2 separate regions of the Gossypium arboreum genome follow, and region 2 is linked to region 1. The links are chromatin contacts, called in public Hi-C maps. All regions are on one chromosome and are shown on one strand. The core of a region is the stretch at or near the end of the contact, and the rest is flanking DNA. Distances in the headings are between cores, read along the strand shown. Region 1 holds the start of LOC108479813 (cytochrome b5 domain-containing protein RLF). Region 2 holds the start of LOC108478501 (spindle and kinetochore-associated protein 1 homolog).

Region 1 (5,955 bases), core at 2,489-4,988:
AAAATGAAAAAAAAGAAGAAGTGAAATGGATATGTCTAGGTGCATGGCCGACCAAGGTAAGGAAGGAAAAAATGAATGTTGACCTTGTAATCAAGGAAGGAATCTTCCCAAGTATGGAAAGATGTGGGTTGGACGACTAGGGTGTTCACTCTAGCCTAAGTTGTCAAAATTTTAATTAAAAAAGTGAGATTATGGGGGTTTGAACTTGGGACCACTTGGAATAAATTCACACACTGAACCACTAGGCTATTTAATCCATTGTGTCATGAACTAGCATAAATAAATAAATAAAATATAGGGTGTGACAACCTTAGTAACTTACTATCATTGCGGATTAATGTACGATAGATTGTTCCAAAAAAATTCATACATGAAGATCCACACTTGGAGAATTTTTACATGCGGATTTACACATAAAGTCTTATATACGTGGACTCGAGCTTGGCGAATACATACTTACAGACCATACTTGCGAACCTTTATATACGGAATCATAATCACAGTTCATATATGCGGGTTCATACTCACGAACTCATTTGTAAATGATAGTCAATGCTAGACTCTTGTTCGACGAATAGTCATGGCGGACTATTAATGGCGGACTCTCAATGTAAAGATAGTCCTTGGTGGACTCTTACATGAAAGAAGATCCCTGCAGATTTTGGCTTGAGAAAAATAATTTATAAGAACTCTTGTATCTTGAACATAAGGACAAGCCCGTGCAATCTCTTGCTTGAAATATAGTCTATATTGACTCTTATGAAAGATATTCTCCTTGAACTCTTAAAACTTGAAATATGAATATAAGATCAGCAGACTGCTATAGCTTGATTCATAGGATAATCTAGTGGACTTTCATACAGACGGATTCAAATAGAAAATCTATGAATACAGACTCATACATGCGGATCCATATAGGTATGGATTCTTATATGCGAACTATTCCGTGGACTTCACATAGTAGAATTCCACGTATAACTTTGTCATGAAGCTTTGAGAATAAGCTCAGTGACTTTTTGTAACTTGAAACATGAGATAAGTCCAGCGGACTGTCTTATCTTGCGTGTGCCCATGGCCATGGAGCTTACTCACATAAATGAGGTTTAAGCCTTAGACTCTGCAGGGTCTTATACTTGAAAGAACCCATATAAGGTTATGATATACATGTGTGCATATATCTTCGTACAATCCAATTGATCCTTCACAAAGCCAAATATCATGCGTATACATTCTTCTTACAACCCGCTCGAACCTCCGTAAAATCAATTAACGTGTGGCATAGAGTGCACAACATGACATTTCATCTTTCATCTGCCATTACATCCCTCCATACTTCACATACAATTCATTTTCATGATTGACATATAGCAAGCATTCAACTAAACATATTGTGAATAATACAACACAGATCATACTAAACATATCATCTATCGGACCATATTAATGATAACCCCTTCAGTAATTACTTTACCAGTAACAGTTCATCAAAACAACAACTTATATATTCAACCAGGCATGCATCTGTAAATCAACACATTGTATGCTTCAATAGTAAAAAAAACATTTCACAATAATTCATCTCCTCATCATTAGTAGAACATGAAATCAAACATGCCACAACAACACAGTACTGATATACATAAACAAGCACTGAGGATTTTGAGTTCAGAAACTCATCAACAAAATACCTAAAAGTTGATAGTGACTACATCTGCTTTATTTTGCGCTTATCGCTTGAGCCTCCTCTTTCTTAGTTACCTAAGCATAACCATATCAAAATCAAAACAAAGGCATGCGCATGTAAGAAAACCATGATTCATTTGCATGTAGAGAAACTTTAAAGGCTAACTATGACCTTAATTATCATAGTACAAATTTAATGAATTAATTGAAACCCTTAATTTTCTCCACCTTTTCCTCAATCAAAGGATATAGAAAAGTTAAAAAGATTACTATTTTACTAAATTCTCAATTTCATAAGCTAATACGTTAATTTCTCCCCCATGGAGATTACTCATTAACTTGTCTCTCTTACCAAATAACTAGAGAAGAAGATAAAAGAAAGATAATGAATACAAAAATTAGAGTGCTTTAAGGATAATGGCATTCATCTCTTATATAACCTTCCTACATTCATTCACCAAAACCAATTCGTTAGCTCCAAAATTAATGTTCCTCGTCATAATGTTTCCAACTAAAAAATTACCAATTCTAATGTAACGAGACTAATAGTTGACGTCTAAGCAATTTCCAATTCAGTTAACAATATTCACATAATTACACTAAGGTCCTCTTAAATAGAAAGTTTTATAGTTAGATACCCAGAATTACTATTGTACTTACCATTTAACGTTCCCAAGTGTGACACTTGGAGATAAAAATAATGAAAATGAAGAGATCTTAGTAAGTTATGTCAATAAAAAATTTGGAACTGAAATGAATAGTTGCTGACAATAGTTTTGCAATGTTGAAAGAATGAAAGGAAATGTGGATCTTAAATAAATTTGTCGAGAAATATAGACATGGAATAGATTGACTAAAATAGAAATACACAATTGAAGTAAAATTAAATTGAGGAAGTTTTTGGACTAGCAGTCCATACATCTAAACTATAAAACTAATGGGATATAAATGAGTAAGTTTTGTGAAAATGAAATAAAAAAAAATTAAGTTTTTTGTTCAGTCTTGGTATTGATTATGAAAATATTTTCTTTTGTGTTGAATGCAATAACCTTTAAATATCTTATTAGTATGGTGGTTAATGAAAGATTTGATATGCGACTTATGATTGTTGTTATAAATTTTAGATGAATCACTATATAGTAAAGTTTATATTAAAATTCTTAAAAGATTTAGAATACTATAAATATATATAATTTTTGGAAAATTATTTAATATGTTTGTGTAATATTTATATGGTTTAAAATGATTTAAACCTATGTGTTTTATAGAAGGATCATAATGAAAGTTTGCTATGATTATTTCTCAGTCATGACTTTTAGAAGAATGATAATATAAACATTTATTAAATCTCTTCAAATGATCGTTTGCAAAGTTAATATATTCAATATTGAAAGATGTAGAATATGAGATATTATATGATGTTGTCATGAGAGAGGTAAATATATGCTGTACTGTCTTTCATTTAATTGAGGTTTTGTCAGTTTTCTTGGTAAGACTTTTAATGAGGTAGCAAGTTATCCATATTATAAATATGTGTATTCTTTTTCCTTTATTAAGAATTTTTCCAACATGATTTTTATCTTAATAAAATTGTAATAAGGCATGTTATCTATAAATGAACATTTAATGGGGAGTGTTATAAATATTTTATTATTATAAAGTGTATGTCTTTTAGGATAAGAAGCTTGATGTACTTAGGACTTTAATATCCATTAGGAGCATAATTTGATTTCATTTACTTCTTATATTTATAAATATAGACTTTAGAGAAGTATTATAAATATTCCTATTGGTGACTAAATACACATTTCTTTTTTTTATTCTTTATCATTTTATTTTATAACATTCTTTTATTTCTTTTAGATTTTAGAATATTAAATTCAAATTTAACATAGTATTATGATCCATAAATAAAAATAAGAATAGTTGGTAAATTTCACAATATAAATAGAAATTTATTAAACATATTGATTAATTTACATTTATTTTGAAATAATGTCTTATTATTCAACTAAGATCTAAATAAAACTTTAATCAAATTTAAAAAAACCCAGACTAAAGCCCATAAACCCTTAGCCCATGCATGCAGCTGTGCCCTAGTTTCTTTTCTTTCCAGCGGCGGGTTTTTATTTCCTCTTTTTCCACCCTCTCGAACGTTTTCTTCTTTTCCAGTGCTTTTCTTCGGATCGGCCACATATCCTGTGTCCTTACCGGCGTCGACAAGGGTGTGGCCTTCGTTCAGGCGAGTCCGAGCAACAGATTCTAATATTTTAGTTTGTAATTTGCCCTTATTTCCTTGATTAATGGCATTTTATATCATCGTTTTCTGAAAATCTTTCTGATTTTGAAATTTCAGATGGTGTAAGAGCTGTTGTAATTGTATCACTTGAGAGGAACTGTTGCCTGACTTGATTTTGTAAATCTTAGTCTCCCCTCATAGCATGGACAACACCAGCAATGATGATTTCACCTTTTGTAAGGCAAGTTAAATTCTATAATTTTCATGACCTTAAAGTACACCTTTTCATTTGGTGTATTGGCGTAATGTATCAAGAATAAGATGTGTTATTCTTTTTTACTCCCGATATAAACTTGAGTGCCGGATATTTTCATTTTATTGTAAGAATAGTTAAATATATGGTTTCTGGTTTAGGTTGGGTTACCGACTGATCAAAATGGTTTGGAGGAAAAGAATCTTGCAGCTGATATTGGTGGTATTGCCATTAAAGACGAAACCTCAAACTGCAGCGATAATAGCAAGAATGGTGGTTTTCCCTGGAAAGATAAACATCCAAATAATGCCACATTTGTAGATCAGGCTACTGTTGGTTCTTTGACTTTCAATGTTATTGATGCTTCATGTTTGAAATCATCAGGTATTGCCATTAAAGACAATCCTCAAACTGCAGCGATAGTAGTAAGAATGGTGGTTTTCCCTGGAAAGATAAACATACAAATAATGTTACCTTTGTACATCAGGCTACCGTTGGTTCTTTGACTTTCAATGTTATTGATGCTTCATGTTTGAAATCATCAGGTGAATCATCAAGACAAGTAGCATATGTAGATGCGGGTGCTTCAGCAGTGAAGTCAGAAAAACCACGAAGTTCTACCAGAAAGTCTGCACCTCGGACCAAGGTTCCTTTTGAGAAGGGATATAGTCAAATGGACTGGCTTAAGCTTAGTCAAACTCATCCTGACCTTGCAGGTATGATGCGAAACAGTTCCTAAGACGTTCCCCTCTCATTTAACTCTTCAAAATGTAATGCCAACTGCATGTTTCTTCTATATTTCACCAAAAATTGTGTTTTAGGATTGAAAGGGCAGTCAAATAGGAGGCTTGTTTCAATGAGTGAAGTTAAGCAAAATCAAAAAGAAGGTTCCATGTGGACTGTTCTGAAAGGACGTGTCTACAATATATCTCCATACATGAAGTTTCACCCTGGAGGTACGTATGTGGCTTTTCAATTGTGGAAGTTTTAACCTTTGACAGAATGAACACTCTATTCTTTGATAAATCTGAGTTAGATTTATCTGGCCCAAGTAGATAATCTGCAGTTTTCTCTAAGGCAGTCATATTTATTATTTGTTGGAAGTCTATCTTCTATTTTAGTCAGCTTCTAGTTTTTGCAGTATAGGGATATGTGGCATTTATCTGAAGGTTTATCTTCCTATGAACTCTATAATTTGAAAAGAATATTCCTTCTTATTTTTAGTTTTCTGGATTTGGTTTTCAATGAACACATCTGATGCAGGAGTGCCATATTAGTTTAATTATTTAAAGTTTGTTTTTCTGTTATTTTATTTGAGTGTGGTATTTTATCAGTATAAGACTCTTAGTAGTAAGAGTTCTAGAATAAATACTCTACCGGATGATTTCCATGGGACGTTACATGTTGAAGAATATGTGGATTGGGAAGCCATAGTAGAACATTATTTTGAGTGGAAACCCATGGCTGAACCTAGAAAGCTTCTATTTGTGAACCTGAAATTAAATGGCGTTGCACTGCAATGGTGGAAGAGAGTATGATCATGTCAAGGACAGCAAAAAATCAGTTGTTGGGTTCACATGAAAGGGAAGATGCAGATACATTTTCCACCAGCAGCTTATGCTATTGAACTTTATGGAAAATTTTACTTGCTCAGAGAGTTTGATAAGTCTGTTGATCACTACGCTACTGAATTTAGTAATCTGTTCATTAGAGTTGGTTTGAATGAAACTATTGATCGGCTAAGAGCTCGTTATCTTGTGAGTTTGGATTTAAGTATTGG
Region 2 (5,955 bases), core at 1,516-4,015, 190 kb before region 1:
TTAATCATCTCTGATACACTTTTCGGGTTTTTTTTTTGTGGCAGATTGACGTTGATGGGGTGAAGTTTAAGACAGGTGAAAAGGAGAAAGACAAAACTGGACCAGGTGCAATTCAGACAAATAACAAGCATGGTGATTCAGTGTCTTGGAAGGTCCCTCATAGGAAACATGGGGAGAAACTATCTGGTTTTATTAACCTGGATTACTCACCACCAAAGACACATCCTCCTTCACACAACTGAGATTATCAAACAATGGGATCCCTTTTTTTTGGTCCGATGAAGCAACAATGCAAAGATATAGAGACTCAAAATCATGTTAGGGTTGAAATAATGTTCATCATTTCATCATAGCTGCATACGTAGCCATTAAAATGAGTTTACAAGCCCCTTTTTTTCCTCCCTTCTAAGATTTAATGTACATTGATCAAGGATCATATATATATATATTTGTTGAAATATATTTATGTTTCATTGATCTTTTTATATGATGACAAACACTATCACTAGATGTAATGTTTGGTGAAGCTAGCTTTTGTTCTTAGTTATGTGCATGCAAGAACAATGACGTATAGTTATTTGGTTTTGCATTATCTTTCTCCTTATGTGATAAGAAAAGAAAAGCACAATGGCACTTAAAAAATGAGCACAATGGCCATTGCTATGTTTAAAAAAAAAGCATAAGATGTTGATAGTTGTTATGCCTATAGTGAGTTCGTTTTATGTTCTATTGTGCCCTTGTGAACAATGCGTCAGATTAAGGGAATCATTTTGTGCGTTAGACACCCACGAGATCAAAACTTTACAAACTTGAGATCTTACGAGCCTGAATCATTGGGACTACATGCATGACTTGAGCATGATGTGCGCCATTCACGTATATTCATTTCCTGACAATTCATATCTATGACGACAAGGCATTAGTAGGTCGATCAGTTACTTTTCAAGGTGTCTGGAACAAGGGCAAAGACAAGATGCAGGCGGTGGCTTTGGCTCCCCAAAAAATGGTAAATTAACCATTTAGTCCCTTCAAAATTTATGAAATCCCAAGTTAATATAAAGATAAAATTGTATTTTGTCTTCAAAAAATTCATTGTTCATTTTTGTTCTCCCCAAATTTTCTTTTCTAACTCTGGTCTGGAACCATAAAACGAGAAGGATCTTCTCCTCTAGCTTTCTCTCTAATCCTCTCTAAAACCTTCATATTCCGGTCAGCCTAATTTTTCTACGGCTCACCCTCACCGCGACGAGATCCTCCTTGTATCAACAATAGTAAAAGATGAATTAAATGCATGGAATGGATTGTAAATGAAAGAGAGATATATATGTATAGTAGATGCATGTAATGTCTAAAGATTATGTGATGGTGGTTGTCGAGAGTTTTCTTCTTTAAATGAGGTCGGCGGCTGTTCATCATCAGTTATTACATAGATCAGTTTTCTACAGTTGAAAGTTTGAAGTCTTGTGTTGCAACAGTTGCACATGGTACCAACTGAAATAACCGGATAATATGTAAGTAGAAAATATTGACTACATATATCAGTGGACCCAAAACTGGTCGTAGTTGATTGAAACCATTATAAATGCACCTACCATTTTGAATGTATTGCTGCAATTTATTCATCACGTGTCGATCCACTTCACTTTGAAATTTATCTATGTATTGGCTTTCATAAGTACTAATCTGTAAATCATGGAAAATTATCGTCCTCATGATATTAATTTATTTTGCTAATTAAACCACAGATTTCCGGCATTTAAAATGCTAATAAAGTTGCATCAACTTGGCTGGGTTGAGTTTTTATCTTGGGGCAAGGGACTTATATTGAAGCTTGGGCATCTTGTCTCCTAAAAGTAGATACAAACATTCTATACAAATGAATATGGAAACTATTTGGAATCAACTCAAGTAAATAATAAAAACATTGAATGAATCGTTTGTTTTATTGTATTTCTTCACAATAAATTATTTTGAAGAGTAATTTCCTTAAATTCTAAATCCCTCTTAAAAGTTATAATTAATTGAATTTTTCTAGTAATGAAAAGTGTGGATCAAATGTAGCATATTGATTGGGTATTCACTTTTCGAGGAGTAGTTTGAGTTCAAATCATAACGGATTAAATTGTAATAATATGTGTACCTATTGCATTGATAACTCAATTTCTCACTCTAATTTTTTTTTATTTTGTAGTTGGATTCAAATTATTCATATAGTTGGTATAAACATGTTTTGAATATAATGCACGCCAAACCCAAATCGACATTTAACGCCTAAATTGAATATCAACCTAATCTAAGAATTTGATTGATACAATATTAATACTTTTAAAACTCAAATAAAACATTTTGAAGTTCGGAGATCAATTTAACATATGTACAATAGCTTTGTGACGTTTAGTGAAATTAACCCTTGAAAGTATAAAGGGATAAGACAATATTTAGTTATTGAATTTGACAATTTTTTTCAAATTTTGGTCCATGATGTGACACTCTAAGATTTGTGCCATGTCATCAACTAATTTTTTAAATTAAAAATATAGCTTTTTAGGTGATGACATGATACAATATTAATGCCATGTCATCACATGGATTAAAATTGAAAATAAATTACCAAGTTCAAGGACTAATGTAGAGCAAAATAATTCAAGGATTAAGTTAAAAAAGTTACCAAATTCAAGGACTAACTGTTACTTTTATCCCAAATATAAACAAATTTGCCTGAGTAATAGGCTAATAATATCCATATAGTTTGGGCTAATAATATCCCAAATGTTACTATTGGGTCTCTGGCGGATTTCAAATTGTCCAATTGTTAGAAAATAATTGTTGTTTCAATTCCCCGGATCACCTTCGTCATCACTGGTTCTAATTTCAAACTCTAATCCCCTTTCTGTTTCCCACCAAAACTCTCAAATCCCTAAAATCAATTGATTACCCATTCGAAACCAATCGGTCCCACTCGTAAAGAGGAGAGAACAGAGATGGATCTTAAACAAGCCGGTTCATCACTCGATTCTCTGATATCTTCATTCAACACTCGAATCGCTGAGCTACAAGAACTCGTCATTGCAAGGAACAGTGAGTTAACTCGGAATTCAGCTCTCTTTCCCCCTTCCTTTTTCTTCTTTTCGGAATCCATGTTAAATTTTGCTTTAGAGCTTGTAAGATTAATGCTCTTCCTTTGTTCACAGTGTACCCGGCGAGTAGTGTGACGGATTTGTCGGCAATTGATGCGGCATTGAAGGGCATGGAGCTTCAAGTGAAGGCGATCAAGGACCGCTTGCACGAGGAAACCAAGGCCATTCCAAAAGCCAAAGTACGTTCCTTCTAAAATCTTCAGTTCTTTCCTCATTTAGAGGCTTGAACTTTTAAAATTAAGGTTCGGAATAAGGTCTTTTTAGTATAGTTAATTTGAATATTATTGGAAATTTTTTGGCTGAGCTGAGATCGTTGTGATGATTTCAGAAACTGATTGCCAAATCGCTGCGGCAGCAGAAGAAATTGCAGAGTATGTCTGTTTATGCACCCTCATATTTGCCTGAAAGAACTGCAACCTTGAATTTGGACTCTGATAGAGGGTAATTAAATTGCGAGATTTCTTTTTCTCATTATGTATAGGTTAGATTCTGCCATTAGTCCCTATGTGTAAGTTGTGATTTAGTCTCTATATTTTAGTTTTGTCAAAATTTAGTCCCTTTACTTTTTGAATTGTCTAATTTTAATCTCCGGACTTTTTGAATTTTGAAATATTAGACTTTACCCAACCGGTAGCAGTTAAACCCTATTGGTTAAATTCTGTTATTAATATTGTACTATGCCTAAAGTTATAGGTTTAGTCTATGTTCTCTGATTTGATCATTCATATTTTCTATACTTTTTAAAATTTCAATCTGGCTTTTTTCTCAATGGAAATAACAAACTGTCATGACACATATGATGATATGTTTGTTGCATCAAATTTTGAAATAACAAAACTTAAACAGCTACCATTTGGTAATGACTGCAGTTTTAAAAATTGAAAAGTACAGGACTAAAAATAACCAAGTTAAAGTATATTCAGGAAACTTTGCTATATAGTAATATACTTTAATTTCAGTTTCTTGTATGTAGAGATAATGATTATATGCAACATCATTTTGTCTCAGTTTGGTTCCTGAAGCCTGTAAACAGCAGCCTAATCAGAGCACTATGGTTGAGGAGCCTGCTGCTATACCAAAGGTTTGTAATGGCACTATAGTTGCTAAATAGATGGAACTGAACTTGGGGCTTATTTCATTATATTTCCTGTAATGGCAGGAGAAGAAAAGCCGTGGCTCTCCGCCATTATGGTACATAACTGCCGGTGAATTAGATTCATTGTCTTCGTAAGTATATCTTTTTAAACCAAGGCTAGGATAATTTCTTTTGCTGCACTCTCTTCTTTTAAAGTGGCTTAATAACGATTTCATTCTTGTCTATCACTAACTCATCTCTAGTGCAGGTACATGAGAGGAAGGCTCACACTTGAGAAGGTCAATGCAGCTATTAATGACATGGCAACATATGCTGAGGCAAATGCTCAGCTTATTGCTGCTCCTAAGAAGAAGGTATTCATTTCAAAGCTTTGTGGTGTTTATTTATGTGTCTATAATCTCATGGTCTTCGCTAATAATTTTCCCTTTCTTCATGAAGTTGGCAGAAAATCAATGGGAGAGAGCCTTGGTAAGTAAATCCTAACCAGCATGTGACACAATGTTTCTCTGTTGTCTATTGTAACCATTTTATCACGTTGGTGCTGAACATGCTAATTAACTGCTGTGAATTTGCAAGTAATTTTTTGAATTACCATATGCAGGAACTGAAAGATATTGCAACGACAGAATCTATAAAGGGAAAGCACTTTTTCCTTGAAACTGATATGAAAGGACCATCATTGAAGCTTGACAATACTGGAAAAGCCATTCTAACTGTGAGTTCCTTCTTGCCCTTCCTTTCGTTTGCTGATAAAAGCCTATTCATGACATGTACGTTAATTAGGATGCAATGTTTTATTGATTAATAGAGCTGTTTAAGATATATGGTTCAATTTTATTCTTATGGTTAATTAATTGTTAAGAACTTCTAAATACTCCACAATGGGAATGAAACTGTCATTTATGTCATGTTATGCAAGTGATGTTTTATGTAGAAACATATTGAAACCCCTTGTTTATTTCATGGCTATATGCTGTTTGATAGGTCCTTCGTCACCTTGGTCGCATCAGTGAGACTCGGATGGGACATCATCGTGTGATCATTCTTTTGAAACCTCAATGAATCGTCTCAATTCATGTACGCTTAATTACAGCTTATATTGTTAATTCTGTGTCCAACTTGCATTGATGTTGAAGTGTGAAGATGATTAAGTAGGCAGTAACTATCTAGAGTCCTGGATGAGTATTAGTAAAGCTTACTAGGACTGTCTCCAGGAATATATGGTTCAAATCTGAACTCTTTCTGATATGGAAGTTGAATAACAAGAAATATAAATTTATATATGGGTTGATTTTTTTATCCCTCCAGCTGCCAGCCGATAATCATATTGCTCTCTCTCTTCTATAGACTTGTCAATTAGATTGATTGGATCGGTTTGGGGTCATTTTGGGTTTGGTTTCTTTATAGTTGGAATTAGTTTGAGTTAGTATTAAATAAGTTGGAGTTATTTTTTATATTTTAATCGAAATGAGTCAGATTTGAGTTCGGGGTCATCGAATCAAATTTTTTATTCTGGCCTGGATTGACTGGTGAAGAACTTCCCAATCTGTTCTGACGTGTGCATCTGATGATACCCTTGATTTGTAGCAGACAGATATTTCGTTATTATTATTATTATTATTATTATTTGGCCTTGGGGATAAAATTTCAATAATTTGTTACAAATATATTTGAATTAGATAAGTTTGATTGGTTGAGTTGGGAATAGATTGGAGAAAGATT

The links. A called contact is a pair of places that touch in the nucleus more often than the background predicts.
Region 2: a contact with region 1 is called in a Hi-C map of leaf, with 2.9 times the contacts expected there. The contact joins the promoter of LOC108478501 here to the promoter of LOC108479813 in region 1. A contact is called at or near these places in 2 of 5 Hi-C or Micro-C datasets (both in leaf).

The regions. Positions count from the first base shown.
Region 1 is chr12:85,469,871-85,475,825 of ASM2569848v2, reverse strand. LOC108479813 (cytochrome b5 domain-containing protein RLF) reads left to right here and starts at 3,738. Exons shown (of 7, transcript XM_053023437.1): 1 at 3,738-3,925; 2 at 4,040-4,163; 3 at 4,337-4,559; 4 at 4,721-4,891; 5 at 4,997-5,131. The coding sequence starts at 4,125.
Region 2 is chr12:85,659,000-85,664,954 of ASM2569848v2, reverse strand. It overlaps LOC108478501 (spindle and kinetochore-associated protein 1 homolog), which reads left to right and starts at 2,765. Exons shown (of 9, transcript XM_017780960.2): 1 at 2,765-3,078; 2 at 3,192-3,316; 3 at 3,466-3,578; 4 at 4,146-4,218; 5 at 4,297-4,364; 6 at 4,481-4,586; 7 at 4,672-4,701; 8 at 4,835-4,948; 9 at 5,218-5,534. The coding sequence starts at 2,982. The coding sequence ends at 5,295.